Linked DNA regions of Mus musculus: region 1 is linked to region 2. The links are chromatin contacts, called in public HiChIP or PLAC-seq maps. All regions are on one chromosome and are shown on one strand. The core of a region is the stretch at or near the end of the contact, and the rest is flanking DNA. Distances in the headings are between cores, read along the strand shown.

Region 1 (5,456 bases), core at 2,612-5,111, 1.0 Mb after region 2:
GCAGGAAGCACTCTTCAGACCATAAACATCATGGGGAAGGGGAGATGATAGTTATGGTGGACATTTTTTTCTACAAACACTATCAATATATGCAAACGGACCAGAAGAAGGCTTTGCCATCCCTCTGAGCATCACCCTGGGAGCAGGGATGGAGAGGGAGGCTTTGCCATTTTCCCATGGGTCTGAGGCTATGTTCCCTGACAAGCTTTTGTCCATGTCAACAACACACATTCACTCAAGGCTTCCTCTCATCCCAACACTGGAAGATGACAAAAGTAGAAGGAGAGAGACCAGTGAAGAAGCTACAGTTGTCTAGGCAACAAATGGTGGCTTAGATTACAATGATGAGTGTAAAGACAGAGAGACATTTGTATCCAAGAGCTATTGTGGAGGAGGTGCCCTGTAAAAGAATAAAAAAAAAAAAAAAAAAAAAAAACCTTGATTTGCCTTCCTGCTGCCCTCCTAAAATCTACCATGAATGTGGAGACCAAAAACCAGAGGTACAGATGTCATTTGTTCCTTTCATTTTTCCCTCAACTTAATAATTAGGTCATCTTTGCTTCTATCATATTTCCAACATCTTCCTCAAACTGATACAGCTTTGTCTTCCTGTAACAATCTCTCACATCCTAGCGGCCTCCTACCTGCTCTCTCTTTTGGAAACAACCATCGGCCGTGCTAGTGGAGACAAGGAAGCAACTGAGTTTATGATTCTGAAGCTCACAAGTGAGATGACCCAGAGCTATAAGCTAGGAATTGAACATATGTGAGTATGAAAAGCTGTAGAACTGGATGAAATCACATATGCAGTGTCAGCGTACAGAAAAAGATCGCAGTGCCATGCCATGTGACACCTTCCTCTTAGGCAGGAATCCAGTCAAAAAAAGCAGATGTTCCGGCAGGCCATCCAATATACTCTGGATTTCCAGTTTTCTCAGTCCTTTTCACGGATCCAATAAACTATCCTTTCCTAAAAACTACATCCCAGACATTGTCTTACTCTTGTTTTCTCAGCTGTGTGGTTTCTGGGTATTTGTGTGTGTATATGCACACAACTTGACCTCAAATATATCCATTCCTATAGCCTCAATCATTGATTCTAAACTGGTAACTTCCAAGTGGCTAGCTTACTAAGGCATTCTTGTGAATATGTAGCTTCTTGGACCTTTTGGACGTTTACGGTCCAAGAATCAACTCTCTTGGTGAATCTTTTTTTTTTTTCTTAACTCAAATTATTTATTTTTATCTTGGTAAATCTTAAGCAATATCTTGTACAAATGTCCAATAACTCTCAATTATTATTTCATTTTATTTTTGCTTTTTCCGATCATTCTATTTTTTTTTTAATTATTACTATTATTGTGTGGGGGCAGATATGTACATGTGCCACAGCATGAATGTGGAAGTCAAAGTGCATATTTGTAGAGTTGGTTATCTCCTTCCACATCTTCATTGGTTCTAATGATCAAATCAAGGTACCAAGCTTATGCAGGAAGCAGCTCTGAGCCATCTTGCTAGCCCTATCATTTCATGCTGCTTACTTGTTAAGTGACTTTAGACCTTGCTGAAAGGTTACTAAAACAACCTTGTATCTTTAAAAAAGGCAATTTAGTTTAAAGAAATCAGCAACTGTAACTAGAAAAGCACTCTAATGAGAACAAAGCCTTTACTAGATCTTGTAGCTGTCCTATATTTGTTATTTTGTTTCCACAAGACCCAACAGAGATTTGAGATACAAATTAAGCAAACAGTGGTGGGGTGCTGAAGACTCAAACTGAGCAATCTTGGCTTAACCACAAGAGTTTTAAATAGGGAGAATGAAATGGGAAAGGGCAGATGGAAAAACTACAGGAAGTAGGATGAACTCTGGGGTCAAGCAAAAAGGGCTCAAGCCAAAAAATAAAGGCTTCACGGTCATCGGTCTGTATCCACTTACACCACCCTATCTTGAATCTAAGTTCTTCATCTTTTATATTATCTATAGGCTGAATTCCCTGAGGCTACATGACACCACTCCTTGCTTCTCTGTAAAGTTTAAAAAGCCTTGCCCAAAGAAATATATTATTCTTTGAAGACATGTTTGTTACAGATTCCTGCTCAATTTCTATACCATTTTTCCAATTCCAAAGTAATGGATGTTTTATGGTTTTATTAATGGGGTTTTACAGTGCTAGTGGGAAAGAATTAACATAGCAACGATTTAAATAAACATTACTCATCTTTGGCAATAGGAAACTACAACTATTCTGACTATAACGCACTAGATTACAAACAAACAAAAAAAGCACATGATTCTATCTATGAATCTTTTTTTCTATTTTTGTTTTTAGATGGAGTTTCACAGTCTAGTCCGGGGTTTGCCTGGAACTCCTGAAAGTAAATGATCTCTCTATCTTAACCTATAGCTCAGAAGAAGAGCCCTTGCCTAGCATGCATAAGGCCTGGAGTTTTCTCCCTAGCACTAAAAAAACCAAAACCAAAACCAACCAAACAAACAAACAAACAAACAAACCAGTTTATCTACTTGGAAACATTTTCTAGCTGTTTTCATCTAAGCTACATTACCAGTGGTGAAGTGAGTTTCAACTGCTTTTTGGGATGGAGGAGGAAGACTGCCAAGTGCTGATCTAGTGCATATAGTCTTATTCCAACTCTGTCCCTGATGGTTTTTTATCTTACAGACATTCTCTCTAGTCTCCGTGGTTGACTTATTTCTGAGTCATTCTCTTGTCTCATAAAATAATGTTCTAGAGTCTGCTGGGGTAAAGTAAGCCAAGAATGAGTTTATTAAAACTACAAACAACTTCACTAACAGGTATGTGTATATACAATGGGTTTGCGTGGGTGCGGGTATGTTTCCCACACTTTTCCATATGCAGCTATAGACAAACTGATAAAACATGTTGTGATCAATAGTGAGTACTTCCTAAGGACCTCCCTCCCTTCTAGTTATCTGAAGGGACCACATCAGAACATTTGTGAACATTACCCCACCTTTCAGCCTACTCTGTTCGTATTCTCCACGCAGCCAGACTGTTGACTCAATTTTATTCTACCTCTCCTTTCTCAGCCCTTCAAAAATCTAATAGCCAAGTATAGATTCCAGTATTCTCTCGTTTGAAATGTCCCTTCTCATATATAAAAGGCATGACAAATGACAAATTTCCCTCACTGGGGGCCAGATCGAAGGTTCTCAAGACGCTGCAATAATGGATATCTGGCCATGCCTTGCCAGCCGCAACACTCACTGCCACTATCAAGTCCACCCGACAATGCTATATCACACCAGGTGCTGGTCCGGGTCCCGATGCCTATCAACAAGAGGGGTCAGCAATGCGTCTACCGAAAAATGGCCTTCTCCAACCTCATCTCAGCTCCTACATCAAACCCACCTAAATGTGCACGAGTTCTTTCTACTTCAAAATAGAGACATGCGTGTCTGAGCACGTTGAGACTTAATAGATGACAGTCATTAAACTCCGTAGACCTGGCTGGCAGGAATGTGTGTAGGAGACGACTAACTTTATCGGGGGAGGGAGGGTCGATCCTTCAATCCTAGGACTCCCCTTCCCCAGTGCCGCCATAGAAAGCGGAGCCCCAAACCCTCCCAGGCGCGGTGGGAAGCTGTTGGTGGAGAGGACAAAAGGCGCTAGCAGATGAAGACTCACCGATGCCGGCCGCTGCGGGGCCAGGGGAGGCTCCGGGCTGACGTCCATCCTCTCGGCGCCGTCCATCTCTTCGTCCGCCATCTTAAGGGAAACGAACGCCCGCAGTTCCCGACCCCCGGCCGCCAGCTAGCGGAAACCTGTGGCCGGCCCGACGCGACAGGGACGACACTTTTACGACGGCCCCTGAAGTCAGGTTTGTCGCAGCACCCGGAGCGGCTTCCGGTCGGCTTCCCGGAAGCAGGCTGCCGACCTGCCAAGCCGGAGGTTTCCGCCCCTGATGGTTAGTTAGCCCTGCTCCACCAGGGCTGATCCCCGAGGGAAGACCTCACAGCTTTGTCGCCATCCCTTAACCCCGGGGCAGGGGTGGTGAGATGACAAAACCGAGAAACCTAGTCCATCCGTCGGTAAGGGAAGACAAACTGAATACATCCCCGTTATGGAATACCCCATGAAAAGAACAAGGTAGATGTACGGAAACATCGAGGGGAAACTGTTGCCACAGACTACAAATTCCTGCATTTGTGCATCTATGCATAGTGCGAAGGAATAGCTCTGAACCAAGAGAAAACACCCAAGGCCAAGACCAGGGTTGGAGGACAAAGGTGATAAAGAGCTAATTTAGTGTCCTCTGTTTTTGTTTTTGTTTTTTGTTTAGTTTGGTTTAGTTTTTACGAAACGAATAATAGCCTCCAATACCACGCATTCCTCCTACCTCTGCATTCCAAGTGACAGATGTCAGCCACCTGGTCCCTTTTTAAATTTATATATATACTTTAGCGACTTGTGTCTGTGTCTCTCTCTCTCTCTCTCTGTGTGTGTGTGTGTGTGTGTGTGTGTGTGTGTGTGTGTGTGTGGATCATGTTTAGAGATCAAAGGACAATTTGAGGGGATTGGTTTTCTACCATCTCACCTGCCATGGAAGTGGGTTTTGTTTTGTTTTTGTTTTTGTTTTGTTTTGTTTTTTTGTTTTTGTTTTTGAGACAGGGTTTCTCTGTATAGTCCTGGCTGTCCTGGAACTCACTTTGTAGACCAGGCTGGCCTCGAACTCAGAAATCCGCCTGCCTCTGCCTCCCAAGTGCTGGGGTTAAAAAGGTGTGCGCCACCACCACCTGGCTTTTTTTTTTTTTTAGATCTGTAAGGTCAAATTTTCTTCACATACACCAACCAAAGCAACACATGACTGACTATAGATAGAGGCAGAACTAAAACACACCTACCCTTCTATTAAATTGGAACTTAAGAAATTTGGAAATTCTCACATTTTGGATAACATTTGTTTACCGAGTTAATTTTCATTTTAAATGCTGTTTATGCCTGGTGTAATGGCACCCACCTTTAAGCACTCCAGAACCAGAGGCAGGTGGATCTCTGAATTCAAGGCTAGCCTAGTCTACTCCAGAGCTATGTGGTGAGACCCCATCTCAAAAAGAGAAAAAGAAAGGAAAAATGTTTAAGATGTTATATTGTTTACATGCCTGTAAGCCGGCATGGGTGACTTACAGCTGTAACGTCAGCTAGCATTTGAGAATATGAGGGTTCTTCCAAGTTGGAGGCAGCAGAACTATATAGTTCCAGATCAGTCTAGCTGCCGGTGAGGTCCTGTCCCAAAACAACAAAAAGCAGAACATGTTGGGTTACATGAAGCCCTGCATAGAAACTTTTAAGCTAGTTAAAAGTTTTCTCCATCTTAAATTGTTATTAGTAAATATTGATAGGAACCATTTGTACAAAAGATTCTTGGGGAGGGGCAATAATTTTAAGGAGTTTAAAGTGATCCTGAGAAAATAA
Region 2 (5,712 bases), core at 2,720-5,219:
CTGCAAAGTAGCAATGCCACTTGTCTCTAATAGAATTAAGCCATGGACAGTGTAGGCAGCTTGTTTTCAGGAACTTAAAGGCTTATATCCTTATTTCTTTTTCTTTTTTCTTTCTTTCTTTCTTTCTTTTTTTTTTTTTTTTTTTTGGTTTTTCGAGACAGGGTTTCTCTGTATATCCCTGGCTGTCCTGGAACTCACTCTGTAGACCAGGCTGGCCTCGAACTCAGAAGTCCGCCTGCCTCTGCCTCCCGAGTGCTGGGATTAAAGGCGTGCGCCACCACGCCCGGCTTAGATCCTTATTTCATGGAGAGTCACTGGTACTTAAAGGATCAGAATAAACTGTTTGCACAGAATTGTTGCTTTTGAAGAAAGCACTTTTAAGGGTCCTTTAATAACTTAATGTATCATTGCTAATTAAAAGTCCTTCCCTCCCAAGTGTGATGACTGAAGTTGAATTCTTAGAAACTATGAATGCCAGCTGTGTAATCTCAGCACTGGAAAGGAGCAGACAGGGAGGATTCTTGGTATTCTCTGGCCAGCTAGTCTAGCCTAATGGGTTAGCTCAGGCCAACAAGAGACCTGTCCCAACAACTTGGCGACATTCATTAGAATTCGCTAGAAGTGGTCCTCTAGTCTCCATACCCACATACAAGTGCAGATGCACCTGCATGTACACAGAAATTAACTCATTTATCAATGACTTTAGTACATAGAAAATTAAAGCTCGGGTTGGTAAGATGACTTGTAAAGGTGCTTGTCAACACTGATGACCAAAGTTCAATCCCCAGAAACCATATAGTAGGGAAAAAAAAAACTTGTACCATGGTAATATGTGTACAACCCCCCCGCCGCAAAAAAGCAAAAAAACTGACCAGAACCACATAGTTAGACCTTGTCTCAAGGAAAAAAGACTTGATTCTATGCCTTTAATTCCTGCATTGGGAAGAACAGAGGCAGGTAAGTTCAAAGGTGACCTGGTCTACATAGTTTGAGGCTAGCCAGAGCTTCATAGTGAAGCTAAGGTAGGTAGAATTATTGCCTATTTATGATGAAAGTGAGCTAAAATGCATCTTGGAAATAAAATTATTTTCCTATGTACAATTTTTAAAACTATAATTTTAGCATATTTTAAACTGCTTTACAGAGATGGTGTTAAATGACAGCTACGAAGATATGGGTTAGGAGGCTAAACCAAACAAGGTGGAAATTTTGAGACATCCTAAACTATTAAATTCTGTCACTATAAACTTATAAAATGGACTTCCCCCCCCCCCCCACCAATGGGAAATCGGCCTTGGAAGCATTGACTTGAAATCCATTTTGTTTCCAACTGCACTCATTGGTCTCAGCTGTCTCGCAGTGCCTTGCATGTATAGGTGCTCAATAAATATTTGAACTGATGAGCAAGTGTTTATTCTAACATGTTAGTTTCCCAGGATCTCTGCACCTTGTTTACCTAGGATGAATTTTAAAATCGAATCTAATAATTCTAAGCAAGACCACTATAGCATTTTTGAAGCATCTGGAATTTTTAGAATCTGATAAAAACCATGCATACTTGTTTGGACATACACAATCAGAATGCTGTGTTTGGTCAGCTGTGTTTGGAGAGCAGGATGATACATTTGGGAGTAAAGAGATTGCTTCTCTTCACATTGCACTTGGACACGTTTTGAGGAATCTATGAAGCACAACACTATTCCCATACTAGCATCTTTTTTTTTTTTTTTGACCTTAGCTTGAAAACACCCAATTTCAAGAGTTTTGTTCCCTCATTAAACTTTCTCAACTTCAATGAGTCTCACCTTTAGATATGGAAAGCAAGTGCTTAGAGTTGCCTGTGCAGATCAGACCAGATGAAAATATTTCAGGAATGAAGGTGTCTTTAAGGAGCTAAGCCATAATAGCTTTGGGCGAGAAAGGACGGACACTTTGCAAACCCATAAAAGTGAAACAGATTGCCCAAAGAAAATATGATAAACCCGGTCAGAGAAGAGCAGGACCTGTAGTACACAAATTAAAACACCAGGTGGTGGCATTTGTTAGCAATGTACAGCAGCTTTGTGAGTAGGTCAAATCGCAGATGATTAATGGTGCCGAGTTAATATAGTTAGAGGTGATCATTCTTGTCTTCGGGTCTAGGCGGTAAAATTGGAAGTACCATTTTAGTTTCCTAAAATCTATAATGTGTGGCTTTAGGCGTCCAGTTGCTGTTGACATTTGTATCCAATACGTAGCTATATAGTACACAGGTACCTTCCTGTTTGAACACAGATTGTGCAAGTACCACTAAACTTTTTTGTTTGTTTTTTGTTTTTTCGAGACAGGGTTTCTCTGTATATCCCTGGCTGTCCTGGAACTCACTTTGTAGACCAGGCTGGCCTCGAACTCAGAAATCCGCCTGCCTCTGCCTCCCAAGAGCTGGGATTAAAGGCATGTCCCACCACCGCCCGGCCACTAAACCATTTTTTAAGGATCCTTCCCTCTAACTACCATTTTCCTCAGCAGTTCCTACGGTCTGGAATGGGGGACATGTCAGTGTACTGTTCTAGTTGGGTACAGGCCTTTTGGCTTAAGCTAGCCTTTTCAGAAGGCAGTTTTATTTTATTTAAAGAAATTATGTGTTTGGGTGTTTTGCTTGGTGCCTATGATGGAGGCCAAAAGAGGGAGACAAATCCCTGGGAACTGTTGTGATATGCCATAAGGGTGCTGGTAAATTAAACCTGAGTCTTATGAAAAGAAGCCAGCGCTCTTAATCACCAATCCATCTGTCCAGCGCTCCCCAACCCCCAAGGTAATTTCTTGAAGTAGTAGCTAGATGAAAAATTCTAGCCAACTTACAAATCTATGAAGCATGAGTATGTGGTATTTCCCCTATCTCCATGAGCTAGAACAAAACAAAACAAACAAAACCTGATAGCAGCAAACTTTGACATCGGTGTCAGCCCTAGGGGTGTTTGCAATTTTTGAAAAGACAGAAAAGATCTGGAGTAGCAAAAATACTGTTAATGCTGTTAACAGTATTTCTTGTTAAATGCTATAAGGACGTTGGCAGCTAAGGAAATGATGGATTATATCATGGGTGCCTTTTCAGTTCACAACCTACCCTAAGGCTCTATTTTGAGGCTTGAGTCTTCCATCACTGATAGATTAAGTTCAAAAGTGTGTAAATTGAGTTACTCTGCGTGAGTCATTGTGTTAGGCTGGCCGGAATCAGAAACGATTCCAACTGCGTTAAATCCCAGCACTTGGAATGGAAAGGAGTTCTTTTGGCAGCATCCCAAACCCCCCCCCTCCTTTTTTTTTTTTTTTTTTTTTTTTTTTATGAGTTAGGAATTAAATTTCAGCCGTAATCTCCTAGGCCCACCAAATATCAATCTTAGGCCTGGAGGCGTGGTTATCAAAGTTCTCTAAGAGGACCATGCCTGATAATACCGTAAAAGGCCAGGTTCTCTCAATTCTAAAGCAATATTACATTGACCTTCCTTTAGGAGCGGTACCCACAATTATACTGTGCAGAATCCGAGACCTCTGCGTTCTTGGTTCATTCCTTGGTTCCGCCCCCATAGGCATCAGTCGTCCAATCGGGAACCAATCTGCCACAGACCGCACCCCCTTTACTAGGCCCCGCCCTCCCAGCGCAGCTCGGCCCAGGCTCTAGTTCGCGTTTTGAGCCGCTGGTGCCACCATAGCTACTGCTGCGGCTGCGGCAGCAGAGCTGAAGCCGTCGATCGCGATGCCGGAGGGCGCTGTGAGCTGGGCCCCAGCGAACGGGGGCGCTGACGAGTAGTAGGGTTTCTGAAGTAGGCAGTGGGTGTGGGGGGCTAAAACGGAGCTCCCAAGACTCGGGTGCGGGAGGGAGCTTCTCGCATCGGCTCGGGCCAGCGTGAGCCCGGCGGCCAGCTCGGTGCTTCGGCCCCTTGCCCAGTGGCTTCGGAGGCCTCCTCCCTTGGACACCTCAGTTACCATGGGAACACTTGGGCTGTAACCGGCGCCCGACTGGTCACTAGTTCATCCGATTCTTCAGTTAAACGCCTCTGGCAGGTGTGGGCCTGACATTTCTTCACTCCAGGGGTCGTCCTCCCCTTGTAAAAAAAAATCTAGCAGGCTAGGGTGGGGATGGGGAGTGGGAAAGCGCAGGGCAATGCCCAGAGTAAGAGTTGGTGACAAGCAGAAGACACCTACTGTGATGATAAGGTTGCTTCTGCCATCTCAGGCCAGTGAAAGTGCATATCCGAAGGCTGTGTTGAACGAGAAGGCAGTACCGCTGTTGAGACAAGTCCAAAGGCTAGGCCAGGGACTGTCCTTAGGGGCTCCTCGTTATGATGGCTGGAGAAGGGTCAACCATTACTAGCCGTATCAAGAACTTGCTGAGGTCTCCATCCATCAAATTACGCAGAAGTAAAGCAGGAAACCGGAGAGAGGACCTCAGCTCCAAGGTGAGTCCTGTTGGGAGCCACCTCTTACCTACTCTGTCCTCTCCTGCACTTCGTTCCTTTTTTTTACCTTTCTCTTTCTTGAGGGGCAGGAAGGGGGTGGAAGAATGAAATTTCTCTGTTGGCTTTAAAAGATCATATACGCTTATCTTTGACGACCTGATTTGAAGTTGGAAGAACAGCAGGCGTGGGTGGGCATGCTGAGACGCAGCCATGGCTTGAAGAAGGGCATAGGAAGGCAAACTGGGTTTAACAGGGCCTCAGTTTAAACTAAGTGTGTGCTTGGGAAACAAGTTGACATTTTATGACTCAGTTTCTCTTCTTAGAAGAGTACAGTGAGATCACATATTCTGTAAAGGACCTAGCTGTGACTAATGTATTAGTGTAACAGTTGGGGTTATAATGCCAGACTGTACAACAGAAAGAATATACTAATACACTTCATCTAAGAGAGCAAAACAATTTTTTGACAAGCTTAGTGATGCATGCCTGTAATCCCAGCACTAGGGAGTCAGAGGCAAGTTCAGCCTGGTCTATATAACAATTTCCAGGGGGAGCCAGGGCTACATAGTGATACCCTGTCATGTTCAAAGATGTAGAAGATTGGGCTGGCAAGATTGGACTGGTAGAGACCTTTGCCAACAAGCCTGATCTGATTTTGATTCCTCGGACCCACATGGTGGAAGGAGTAAACCAACTCCTGGAAGTAGTTCTCTGATCTCCACATGTGCATGCACATATGCAGGGGAAGAAATAAATGTAAAATGGTTTATCTCTTTAAGATACTTAAGTTGCTGGGCTAGAGCGATGGCTCAGTGGTTAAGAGCATTGGCTGCTCTACCAGAGGTCCTGAGTTCAATTCCCAGCAACCACATGGTGGCTCACAACCATTTATAATGAGGTCTGATGCCCTCCCTCTTCTGGCATGCAGGTGTACATGCAGATAGAGCAATCATATCCATAATATAATATAAATAAAGATACTTAAGTTGCTTTAACTGGAACGTCTTGGTTTCTCGTGATAACATGAAGGAGCCACGTGTGTGTGCCAGAAAGGCAGCTCTCCTGGTCTGTCCTTGTGGCACTGCTCATTCTGAGCATTGTATGCCAGCATCCTTCTTCTGGGCAGACGTTCATCCATCTTCCATTCTTATACATGTCTGGGATTTGGTCCTTATACTTTTTTTTTTATTTGTTTGGTTTTGTTTCAAGGCAGGCTCTTGTTACACAGTCCTGGATGGGTTCGAACTATAAACTTGTGCCACAGCCTTCTGAG

What was found. HiChIP or PLAC-seq counts read pairs in DNA pulled down with a chosen protein or histone mark.
Region 1: an H3K27ac HiChIP or PLAC-seq map of embryonic stem cells shows a contact between it and region 2, with 3 times the contacts expected there. The contact joins the promoter of Ubr1 here to the promoter of Mapkbp1 in region 2. A contact is called at or near these places in 3 of 115 datasets of contacts at active chromatin or transcription factors (astrocytes, embryonic stem cells and pancreatic cancer cells).

What each region holds. Positions count from the first base shown.
Region 1 is chr2:120,966,854-120,972,309 of GRCm38.p6, forward strand. It overlaps Ubr1 (ubiquitin protein ligase E3 component n-recognin 1), which reads right to left and starts at 3,862. Exons shown (of 47, transcript NM_009461.2): 1 at 3,669-3,862. The coding sequence starts at 3,749.
Region 2 is chr2:119,968,730-119,974,441 of GRCm38.p6, forward strand. Mapkbp1 (mitogen-activated protein kinase binding protein 1) reads left to right here and starts at 3,970. Exons shown (of 30, transcript NM_011941.3): 1 at 3,970-4,439. The coding sequence starts at 4,323. Mga (MAX gene associated) reads left to right here. Exons shown (of 24, transcript NM_013720.2): 24 at 1-852.